Regions from separate parts of the Oryctolagus cuniculus genome. Here region 2 is linked to region 1. Evidence: chromatin contacts called from public Micro-C data. All regions are on one chromosome and are shown on one strand. The core of a region is the stretch at or near the end of the contact, and the rest is flanking DNA. Distances in the headings are between cores, read along the strand shown. Region 1 holds the start of PGAM5 (PGAM family member 5, mitochondrial serine/threonine protein phosphatase). Region 2 holds the start of RAN (RAN, member RAS oncogene family).

Region 1 (5,819 bases), core at 1,367-3,866:
TACCAGGCTTTTCCAGGGAGTAGACCAGAGGGAGAGAGAGCACATGGGCCGCGTGGAGAAGCAGGCATCAGGGGCGGCCAAAAAGCCACCCAGGCCTCTTGGCGTGGAGCAAATGAGAGAGGGCCCAGGCGCTCCATGCCTTTTATTCACTTCCAAAGGGGCGTGGTTATGCAGGCTGATTGGCAGGTAGGTGTACAGGTGCGGTCAGGGAGGAGCATGAGATCATGAAAAGGGGCAGGGTGAAGGGGTGGTGCCAGCTCACAAATCTAATCAATATCATCCTGTCTGCCTGCCTGTATCATTCCCCCCTCAGATATTCCAGACCTTAATCTTCAGGTGACGTTGAAAGGCATAGAATCGTATCTTCTATAGCTACTTCCTGCTTACCAGAGGCACAGGCCCTGCCTGTCCTGGGTCTGGAAGTCTCTCTCATGAATTGGCTTTATGAGCTGGAGTAGCCTGTCACTGCCAATGGTTGTGTCTCCTGCATATGCTCCACTTCTGATCCCGCGCCTTTAAAATCAGCAGGTGGGTACCTGGGAAATCAGAAGGTGGCCCAAGTGCGTGAGCCCCTGCCACCCATTGTGGGACATGTTTGGCTGTTGTGACCGTTTGGGGAGTGAACCAGCAGATGGAATTTCACTCTCACTCTCTATCTCTCTTTCTATAACTTTGCCTTTCAAATAAATCAATAAATCTTTCTTTTTTATTATTATTTTTTTATTTTTTGACAGGCAGAGTAGACAGTGAGAGAGAGAGACAGAGAGAAAGGTCTTTCCTTTGCCGTTGGTTCACCCTCCAGTGGCTGCCGCAGCCGGCGCACCACGCTGATCCGATGGCAGAAGCCAGGTACTTATCCTGGTCTCCCATGGGGTGCAGGGCCCAAGCACTTGGGCCATCCTCCACTGCACTCCCTGGCCACAGCAGAGAGCTGGCCTGGAAGAGGGGCAACCGGGACAGAACCCGGCGCCCCGACCAGGACTAGAACCCGGTGTGATGGCGCCGCTAGGCGGAGGATTAGCCTAGTGAGCTGCGGCGCCGGCCAATAAATCTTTCTTAAAAAATGCAGTTAACTAGGGCAGATTTTTTTTTTAAGTAATGTGAATTCTTATTCTTGACGTATCTGACCTATCACAATCTTCATTCACTCAGTTTGCTTAACACAGTTACTGAGTGTTGCCAGATACATAGAAGAGCACAGAGCACAGCAGTTTTCCGTCTTCCCCACTTGAATATCTATCAGTGATATGAAACTGTGGTGCTGGCATCCCATATGGGCACCAGTTTGAGTCCCGGCTGCTCCTCCTCTGATCCAGCTCCCTGCTATGGCCTGAGAAAGCAGCAGAGGATGGCACAAGTGTGTGGGCCCCTGCACCCATGTGGAGACCAAGAGGAAGCTCCTGGCCTCTGATTGGCCAAGGTCTGGACGTTGTGGCCATCTGGGGAGTGTTCCAGCAGACGGAAGACCTTTCTTCCTGTCCCTCTCTCTGTAACTTTGCCTCTCAAATAAATCTTACACACACACACACACACACACACACACACACACAACTTGAGCTCTCCTCTTTGGGGTTGTCAGTTTCCACAGAAAGGGCTCGTGTAAGCTCCTGCCAAGGGAAGGATGATGGTGATAATGAAGTGTGACGTAAGCCTGGTGGCCGACATTCTATTGGCTAAATGGCAGAGGGGGGCTGGACACTGACTATTCAGTAGGTGAGCTGCATACAATCCCACCTTTAATACTGCATCTCAAATCCAGGGTCCTCTGATTCTGCAATGAAATGTCTCTAGTGCAGTGCACGATGGAGGGCAACCTCCTGTGCGGACTTCCGCAGATGTGGGGCTGCGCTTTTCCTCCAAGACTCCCAGGCTCACAGGAGCCAACTTGCTTCCTCCGGCACCTGCAACTGGTGTTCTGTGTCCAGGTCGAGAAGTATCCGATTCCAGCTTTCAAAGTCTTACCCGATCTCTGCTGTGTTTCGTTCTTGCGGAGTCAACCACATCCTTTCAGGTGTCTTTGCTTCGTCTTTTCACTATCATCTTAGTAAACAACCTTCTGGAAAAAGACTTAAACGTGTGAGTCCCAGACGCCATGTTTAAACAGAGTCTGGGTTTAAAGTGGAACAGATTCCTCAAACTCAATCACTTACACTGGGAACCACATCTTGTCCCTTTCCAACTTAAAAACGGTTCAGAATGACCTAAAATCCCGCCGCTGGGTGCGACCCCATGCGCTGTTAGCCCGGCCCGCAGCCCGGCCCGCGACGGCGAGGAGCAAGTGCGCGGCGGCCGCAGGCGGGGTCTGCTCCCCTCGGGGCGCCCCGCCACGGACACCCGCGGAGCGAACCCGAGCCGCGCGGCGCGGAAGGGTCAAGGAGGGCGCCGGAGCCGCACGCCCGGGGAGCGCGAGCGCCAGGCCGCGCGGTGGGAGAGGCGGCGGCCTCAGGGCCGCGGGGCGCGCGCTCGCTACAAACGGCGGGGGCGCGCCCGCGCGGCAGCTCCCGCGCCCGCGCCCGCGCCCTCCCTCGCGCCTCAGCGTCCGCGCCCGCGACGCCGCGGAGGCGGGACTTCCGCTCGCCCCGCCAGCCGGAAGTAGGCGCCCGCGGAAGCGAGTGGCTCGCGGCGGGCCGCCGGGGCCGTGTGCGTCTGCGCGGCGGCGCGGGAGCGGCATGGCGTTCCGGCAGGCGCTGCAGCTGGCGGCCTGCGGGCTGGCCGGGGGCTCGGCTGCCGTGCTCTTCTCGGCTGTGGCGGTGGGCAAGCCGCGGGCGGGCGGGGACGCGGAGCCGCGCGCGGCCGAGCCGCCGGCGTGGGCCGGGGCCGCGCGGCCCCCTGGCGTCTGGGACTCCAACTGGGACAGGTGCGCGCGATGGCGGCGTCGCGGCCCCGTCCCTCTGGGCGCGGCTGCCCCGCGCGGTTCGCTCTCGGTTTCCGCCGGCGGGAGGGCAGGGCCGGTGTGGGCGCCGGGACTCCGCGGCCGCCTCTCGAGGGCGGGCGCGGCGTGGAGGCGGCGGCGCCGCGGCCGTGCGTGGTCGTCCGGCGTTTGAGACGCGGCTGCTGAGCTTCGTTCAACATTTCCGCTGAGAGACCCAGAGCGGTGTCTGGCGGTTCTGCTGGGGGAGCCTGTGGGCCCATCGGGCCGGCCGCAGCGCGGGCCGCGCCTCACCTGTTGCTGCTGCCGCCGAGGCTGGAGCCCGCGCGGCGCCGTGACAGCTCGGCCCGTGACGGGACGCGCGCGGCGCCGTGACAGGCTCTGCCCGTGACGGGACGCGCACAGCACGGTGACAGCTCGGCCCGTGACGGGACGCGCGCGGTGCTGTGACAGGATCGGCCCGTGACGGGACGCGCGCGGCGCCGTGACAGCTCGGCCCGTGACGGGACGCGCGCGGTGCTGTGACAGGATCGGCCCGTGACGGGACGCGCGCGGTGCTGTGACAGGATCGGCCCGTGACGGGACGCGCGCGGTGCGTCACGGGCCGGCCGAGCGCGCTGTGCTGCTCTGAGGGGAGGGGTGCGGGGCTGCCGCTGAACGCCTGGCTGTGAGCGGACCCACACCGCTGCCGCTGTCCGCTGCTCCCGCGCCCCTCGGGTTGGGGGGCGCACAAGGCGGTGCTGCTACCCGGCTGCTAACTGAAGCCGGGCTTTCCTGAGTGGCCTCGGGTCCCCTCCTGGCCGGGACGGTTTCTCGGACTGGCTTGGTGACTGTGTGTGTGCTGCCCAGGTATTTTGTAAAAGGTCCCTCCGCGGGGACTTGTCTGCGTTTGTCATTACACGGCACTCCAGTGTTCTGAACTTCTTAGGCTTTTGTAAGGAAAGGTTCGTATGAGGTTAAGAGAACTTGGTGCAGTAGCAGCAGAACTCAGCCCTGCGGCGCCGAGCTGGCGTCTGTGCGGATGAAGAGCAGCTGCAGCAAGTCCTAGAAGGACAGTGCTGGTCTCGCCTCACCTGGCCATGCTGGAAAGTTCTAGAGCTTCGTTTGGTTAAGTCTCCAGCCCCTTGGAGGAGGGCGATCTCATGTGTTCCTTGCCTTCCGTCTCTCCTGTAGCTCCTAAGTGACGCTGGCTTAACCCCAGACTCCCTGATTCCCCTGCCAGTGTGAATTTTGCCAGGTTAGCACAACCCAAACAGAAGTCACAGCACACCTCCAAGCCCCACAGCCGTCTCCGCCGAGTGAATTCTGGCAGGTTTGATTTGTGACACTCTCAGCTCTCCCCTGTTTCACTTTTGTTAGCCTCGCTGCCGAGAGCCACCCTTACCTGATCAGCTCCTTCACAGCTCAGTAGCTCAGTCCATCAGAACTCCACGGTGATGGAGATGCTTCCTGTCTGTCCAGTGTGACGGCTGCCACCACGTGTGGCCCCGAGCATTTGAAGTGGGAGTAGCGCAGCTGAGGAAAAGAATTCTGATTCGGTTGAATCTTGATCACAGATCCGCAGTTACCTGCAGGGGGTTAGGTCCAGGAAGCCCCGCATGTACCTAAATGTAAGGATGCTCGAGTCCCTGATATAAAATGCTATAGTATAATCTATACACATCCTACTGTACACTTAACAGTTTTTTTTCAAATGTTTGTTTTCATCTATTTGGAAGGTAGAGTGACAGGGAGAGAGATCTTCCGTCCACAAGATTCACTCTCCAAATGCCTGCGACAGCCAGGACTGGGTCATGCTAAAGCCAGAAGCCTGGAACTCCGTCCGGGTCTCCTGTGTGGGTGCTAGGGTCCCAAGCACTTGAGCCATCATCTGCATTAGCAAGAAGCTGGATCCGAAGCAGAGGAGTTGGGACTTGAACTAGGCATTCTAAGATGGGAACGTAGGCACCCGAATCGGCTAATCTGCTATGCCTCAGTGCCTTCCCCTCTTGGTTGCTTGTGATACATAATATAACATCTGTGCTATGTAAATAGTTACGCTGTGTTTTGAGAATGACAAGAAAAATTTTTGTGCGTGCTCAGTACGGAAGCAATTTTTTCTGAGATTTTTTTGAAATACTTATTTGAAAGATTTACACAGAGAGAGGAGAGGCAGAGAGAGAGAAAGAGGTCCTCCATCCGATAGTTCACTTGCCAGATGGCCGCAATGGCCGGAGCTGTGCCGATCCGAAGCCAGGAGCTTCCTCCCTGTCTCTCAAGTGGGTGCAGGGACCCAAGGACTTGGGCCATCTGCTGCTGCTTTCTCAGGCCATAGCAGAGAGCTGGACAGGAAGTGGAGCAGCCGGGCTTGAACTGGCTCCCATATGGGATGCCGGCGCTTCAGGCCAGGGCATTAACCCACAGCGCCGGCCCCGTCAATATTTTTTATCTGCAGTGACTTGAACTTGGGTATAGAACCTGAGCTGGCTGAACGTGTTTTGAATTTAAGTAGCCAGATAACTAGTGGCTGCCACTGGACATCGCAGCAAGGCTGTTCAGCACCCCACCACCCACCCTGTGGACACTTTGTTTACTGTCATCAAGTTCTGGCATTTTCTGTTTCTTTTTGCAGCTGAGGGTCAGCCTCTTTCCTAAACATAAGCTGCACAAGAGACTTGCTCGATCGCTTTGTCCACCACTGCATCACCCTGTCCTGGCCAGCTCTGCGGGGTGAGGCGTGGAGCTGTGCTCTGCAAACTGGCTTTTCTGCAGTTGGTCCTGAGGGCCTTGGGTTCTCCTCTGTACTCTTCTCCATTAGTCTGATGGCTTGGAGATACTGTCTTGTCAGAAATACTCATAGATATCTCAGGAGTAGAGGTCACCAGGATCTATCATCTTGTATTTCAACATTAGGCGAGAACCACTGTCTCTGATCAACCTGCGGAAGAGGAACGTGGAGTCTGGAGAAGAA
Region 2 (5,819 bases), core at 1,771-4,270, 970 kb before region 1:
GTAAACCTGTAGATACGCATGCATGTGCACATATATGTGTGTACCTGTAGATGTGTATGTGTGTGTACATGTATGTGTATACCTATAGATATGCATGTGCACATATATGTGTATACCTGCAGATATGCATGTTGTACATATATGTATACCTGTAGATACACATGCATGTGCACATATATGTATACCTGTAGATGTGTATGCGTGTGTACATATATGTGTATACCTATAGATACACATGCATGTGCACATATATGCGTGTACCTGTAGATACGCATGCATGTGTACATATATGTATACCTGTAGATACACATGCATGTATATATGCATATGCCTGTAGTTATGTACACATTTGTACATATACGTATGCACCTGTAGATATGCATGCAGGTGTACATATATGTGACACATGTAGATATGCATGTATGTGAACACACATGTATGTACCTGTATATATGCATGCATGTGTACATATGCCTATCTATAGAGAGAAAGGAGCGGGACAGGGGAGATTCCCACCCACTGGTTCACCCTTCGATTGCCGGCAGTGGCTGGGGCCAGGCTGCAGCTGGGAGCTCGGAACCCAATCCAGGTGTCCCACATGGGTGACAGGGACTCAACTACCTGAGCCGTCACCTGCTACCCCCCAGGACACACATCAGCGGGAAGTTGGAATTGGGAGCAGAGTCCAGACTTGAACCCAGACACGCGGATATGGGATGCCGGTGTCACAGGCAGTGGCTTTCCTGCTGTGCCCAGTGCCGGCCCTAGCTGCACGCTTATACCGCAGGCTGAGCCAAGGTCTGTGAACGGCACAGCCTGGAGCCCAGCGGCTGCGCCAGCCCGAGTGCTTCTGCCCTGGGTTCCTTCGGGTGTGAGTTTGGGCCACAACGAGGCTCAGCTAAGGCTGGGGCCGAAGCAGCAGTGCTCAGGGCGACTTTGCACGGAGGGAAACGCCACTGGTACCTTCAGCTCCTAGCGTCACACAATAGTACATCACCACGCAGGGCCAGCACTGTGGCTTAGCAGGTAAAGCCACCGCCTGCAGTGCCGGCATCCCATAGGGGCGCCAGTTCAGGTCCTGGCTGCTCCAGTTCTGATCCAGCTCTCTGCTGTGGCCTGGGAAAGCAGTAGGGGGTGACCCAAGTCCTTGGGCCCCTGCACCCGCATGGGAGACCCGAAGAAGCTCCTGGCTCCTGGCTTCAGATCAGCACAGCTCTGGCCATTGTTGTGGCCAATTGGGGAGTGAACCAGTGGATGGAAGACACCCCCACCCCACCCCTTTTCCTTCTCTCTTTATGTAACTCTTTCAAATAAATCTTTAAAAATGTATGTCGTCGTGGCTGCTTCTGCTTTTTTTTACAAAACAACCGGCGGCAGGGAAGCCGAGAGCCGTCACCCCTGCCCAGCTCCTCTCTGCCTTCCCTTCAGCCAGTGCCCTCAGAGTGCACCCTTGAAGCCCAGTGACACAATTCACGACCCCGTATGTGAAAGTCTGCAGAGCCAAGGCTCCATAAACCATCACCACATCTTCCTCCAGCGTCCGTCGGCGCTCGGCACCCCCTGCCCGCTTTCCCGAGGAGCCCGTGAACTTCGCTCTGAGAAAGGCTGGGTCCCGTTCCAGGGAGCGAGAGGTGCACCTGGACCTTCACTCCTCTGCGCTGCCAGCAGGCGCCCCGGGTCACCCCAGGTCGCTGCCTGCAGAACTGCGCCCCGCACCCATTGGCACCTGGGTTCCCTGCACGTGTGCCCAGGAGCACGTGGCCAGCCCTGGGTCGCTGGGTCCCAGCCCCACGGTGGCCCCTTTCGGAGAAACCCAACTGTTCCGACTGGGCCTCTAGCAGCCAGACGTCACAGGCAGTGCCTGCGGCTGGGCACACGAGGCCAAAACCCCGCCTGGCTTGCCCCACTCCCTCCAGAGGCGCCTCTGCGGGCGCGGCCAGAGCCCACTTTCTCTTTAGATTTATTTCAGTAATGGAGAGAGGGGACACACAGAGAAAGAGCCGTCCCCTCCTCCCCAAGGACCCACCCGGCGGGGCACGTGGGTGCAGGGGCCGCAGCCTCCAGCCACCCTGCACCAGCTTCCCGGGGGCGGGAGGGGCCGTGCAGGCGCCAGGAGCCCCACCGGCGGGGCGCGTGGGTGCAGGGGTCCAGCCTGGAGTCACCGTGCACCAGCTTCCCGGGCGCGGGAGGCGACGTGGGTGCAGGAGCCCCACCGGCGGGGCACGTGGGTGCAGGGGTCCAGCCTGGAGTCACCGTGCACCAGCTTCCTGGGCGGGGGAGGGGCCGTGCAGGCGCCAGGAGCCCCACCGGCGAGGCACGTGGGTGCAGGGGTCCCAGCCTCCAGCCAGGCGGGGCATGCGGGCGCCCCAGCACCGCGCGACCCCCTCAGAACCTGGACACCTCCCTGTGTGTCTGGGGTTAGCGGAGCTGCGGCGTCCGCAAACACACGGTTTCCCCATCCCGCCCGCAGGAGGCGGCCACGCTGCTGCCGACCCCCAGGACCCCCGGGGACAGCCGCAGGACCCCCGGGAGCGGGGGCGGCCGGCTCTGCGGGGGGCTCCGCGCCCCCGCCAAGGCCCCGGGGCGGCCTCGGCTTCCGACACCTTGCCCCTTCCTTCCCCCATTCATTCTGCGGACACGCGGGCGCCTGCCCAAACTCGGGGCGCCCAGGCGAGCGCGCGTCCGCCGAGGGACTTGCCCAGCCCCAGAGTCCCCGCGTGTGCGCCGGCGAGCCCCACCCTGCGCCCAGGAGGAAGTGGGGCCTGGCGCTTCCCGCCCAGGCCCTGCCAGCCAGAGGCCTCCGGCCGGCGTGACCGCGGCGGGAGCAGGGCGGGTCGCCCCGCCGTCTGCGCACGCGCGCCGGGAGCCCGCTCTCGGAGCCGGCGCACGAGGTCCCGCGGACCGGCGTGCGTGCGCGCTCCCGGCGCGGCCTCCCACGTGAGCCGCCGCGGACACCGCCCCAGTCGTACGTGCAGGGCAGGCCACCCTAGGCCGGCCGAGGGGCGTGCGTGCGCGCGCGCGCGAGCCACGTGGTGGGCGCCGCGCCGTTGGCCCCGCCCCGCGCAGGCCCCGCCCCGCGCGGCCCCGCCCCGCCCGCGCGCCGGCGTCGGCTGCGTCTCCGGCATTTGAATTGCGCTTCCGCCATCTTTCCAGCCTCAGTCGGACGGGCGCGGAGACGCTTCTGGAAGGTAGCGGCGGGAGGCCGCCGGGCGGGCCGCGCCGGGCGTGGCGGCGGGGCCGGGGCGCGGGCCGCGGCGGGGCGGCTGCGGCCGGGCCGCGGGGGGCGGCGGGCGCGGGCCGGGAGGAGGCGGCTGGCGCGGCCGGGGCCGGGGCCGGGCCGGGCCGGGGCCGGGGCCGGGCCGCACCGCACTCAGCCGCTGCCCGCGGCCCTCCCGGGGCCCGCGTCCGCGCCCCGCGCCCCCGGCCGCCCGGCCCGCCCGCCGCCATGGCGCCCCGGGCGGGCGGGCCGGCTTTGTGGGCGCACGTGGGCCGCAGCTCGCTGTCCTCTTTGCAGAAAACGCCGCGATGGCCGCGCAGGGAGAGCCCCAAGTGCAGTTCAAAGTAGGTGCGGGCGGCGGGCGGGCGGCGGGGCCGCGGGCGGGCGGGCGCCTCGTGCTCGGGCGCCGCGGGGCCGCGCTCGCGGGCCTTTGTGCGGGGCGCGTCCCAACTCTGGCCTCCCGCAGCTGGTGCTGGTCGGCGACGGCGGCACCGGGAAGACGACCTTCGTGAAGCGCCACCTGACCGGCGAGTTCGAGAAGAAGTATGTAGGTAGGTGGGCGCCGGGCGGCGGGCGGCGGGGCGGCCGCGCGTCCGCGCGCTCACGGCCTTGCCGTTGCAGCCACGCTGGGCGTCGAGGTGCACCCGCTCGTGTTCCACACCAACCGGGGCCCCATCAAGTTCAACGTCTGGGACACGGCCGGCCAGGAGAAGTTCGGCGGCCTGCGGGACGGCTACTACATCCAAGGTGGGCGCGGGGCCCCGGGGCGGGGGCCCTGCGGGCGGGGGGCGGGGAGCCGCCGGGCGCGCTGCCCGGCGCGCGGGGCTACTTGCTGTGTCATGCCGGGCACGGTGTTCGCAGGACCGAGGCGCGGGGCCCGACACAATGGCAGGCGACGGCCGCGCTCGCGGGACCGGGGCTTCCCGGCGCGTGGTGCTGTAGCCGAGGGGACCTGACCGGGCGACTCCGCCGGGCCGGAGGGCCGAGTTCCCCGGATGGATGGATGGATGGATGGATGGGAGATGCCGCCTGGTGGCCTGCCCAAGTTTTCCTGGGACTTAGAAATGGCCAAGGGAGGTAGTGCCTGTTTGGTCAGATGGAGTAGAAAGGAGTCTGACTGTCCAGGTGAAGGGTCCTGGGGAGCCCTAGCACGTGTGTGCTTTCCCTGAAGGGGTGGGGGTAACACGCTTCTCCCCCACCCCCGCCTTCTTTAGCCCGCGAGTGGTACCGTTTTGTGGGTGGTCTGCCCCGCTGACTGTCCCGGCCAGTGCCGTTGGTCGGTGCCGGTTCAAGGGCTCACTGGGCTGTTCCTACTGTGCGCCCGGTGTCCCCGGTGTGCGCAGTCATCGGAGGGCCTCCTAAGGAGTGTGTCTGCGGCCTTGAGGAGTCGGGTTTCCTGGAGTGCTCATTCATTCATTTCGGATTGTTTGGGACTGAGGGAGCATGGGAGCTGAGGGGTTGGAGCGGGGGAGCTGTCTTTCAGGCTCTCTGGAAAAGAAGTCCGTCAGTGTGACAGTCACAGTACCATGACTCTTAGGATTGGGAGAGACCGTGGAGTTGAGTGGAGATGATCCAGGCGCCCAGAAGCAGGCCTGATTCTGAGCTTTCTTCCTGGATGTGCTGAACTCCGGGTCTGCTAAGTGCCCTGACTTTGTTTTTCAGCCCAGTGTGCCATCATCATGTTTGATGTGACATCCAGAGTGACCTACAAGAACGTGCCCAACTGGCACAGAGACCTGGTGCGCGTGTGTGAAAACATCCCCATCGTGCTGTGTGGCAACAAAGTGGACATTAAGGACAGGAAAGTTAAGGCAAAGTCCATTGTCTTCCACCGAAAGAAGAACCTTCAGGTACTTGCCGAATTGGGCCCTGGCGGATGTGCGTTGGTCCTGGGCCGGCTCTGGGACTTGTGGGAGGGTGGGAAGAGTGGCTGCAGCCTGGTCTGTTCTGCTCGATGGCTGTTTTAGTGGTGGACTTCTACAAGTTGATTTTCTTGTCTGTTCCAACAGTACTATGATATTTCGGCCAAAAGTAACTACAACTTTGAAAAGCCCTTCCTCTGGCTTGCTAGAAAGCTCATTGGAGACCCCAACTTGGAGTTCGTCGCCATGCCCGCTCTTGCCCCACCAGAGGTGGTCATGGACCCGGCCTTGGCGGCGCAGTATGAGCACGACTTAGAGGTACCGTACCCCTGGCCTCTGGCTGTGCTTGGCGGCGGGCTGCCCGTGTCCCTGGTGGGGCTCAGCCGCCGGTTTGTGAACCTCGTGCCTCCTTCCCTAGGTTGCTCAGACGACTGCTCTCCCCGACGAGGACGATGACCTGTGAGTGCGTGAAGCTGGAGCCCGGCGTCAGAAGTCTAGTTTTATAGGCAACTGTCCTGTGATGTCAGCGGTGCAGCGTGTGTGCCACTCTTATTACTAGCTAAGCAGAACATGTGCTTCATCTGTGGGTGCTGAAGGAGATGAATGGGCTTCGGAGTGAATGTGGCAGTTAAAAATACCTTCATTTTTTGGACCTCTGCATATTTAGCTGTTTTGGAACGCAGTTGTTTTCTCTCAAGTTTCAAATACAAGACTGCTAACAGTCACATCACAATATTCAG

What was found. Hi-C and Micro-C count contacts between places; a contact is called where the count stands out from the background.
Region 2: a Micro-C map of ear pinna shows a contact between it and region 1, with 11 times the contacts expected there. The contact joins the promoter of RAN here to the promoter of PGAM5 in region 1. A contact is called at or near these places in 2 of 6 Hi-C or Micro-C datasets (ear pinna and an unstated tissue).

Annotation. Positions count from the first base shown.
Region 1 is chr21:856,406-862,224 of mOryCun1.1, reverse strand. PGAM5 (PGAM family member 5, mitochondrial serine/threonine protein phosphatase) reads left to right here and starts at 2,616. Exons shown (of 6, transcript XM_051836857.2): 1 at 2,616-2,857; 2 at 5,762-5,819. The coding sequence starts at 2,670. It overlaps PXMP2 (peroxisomal membrane protein 2), which reads left to right. Exons shown (of 5, transcript XM_070065714.1): 5 at 314-448. The coding sequence ends at 340.
Region 2 is chr21:1,829,526-1,835,344 of mOryCun1.1, reverse strand. It overlaps RAN (RAN, member RAS oncogene family), which reads left to right and starts at 3,020. Exons shown (of 7, transcript XM_070066278.1): 1 at 3,020-3,188; 2 at 3,515-3,561; 3 at 3,684-3,768; 4 at 3,839-3,964; 5 at 4,880-5,067; 6 at 5,227-5,397; 7 at 5,498-5,819. The coding sequence starts at 3,526. The coding sequence ends at 5,542.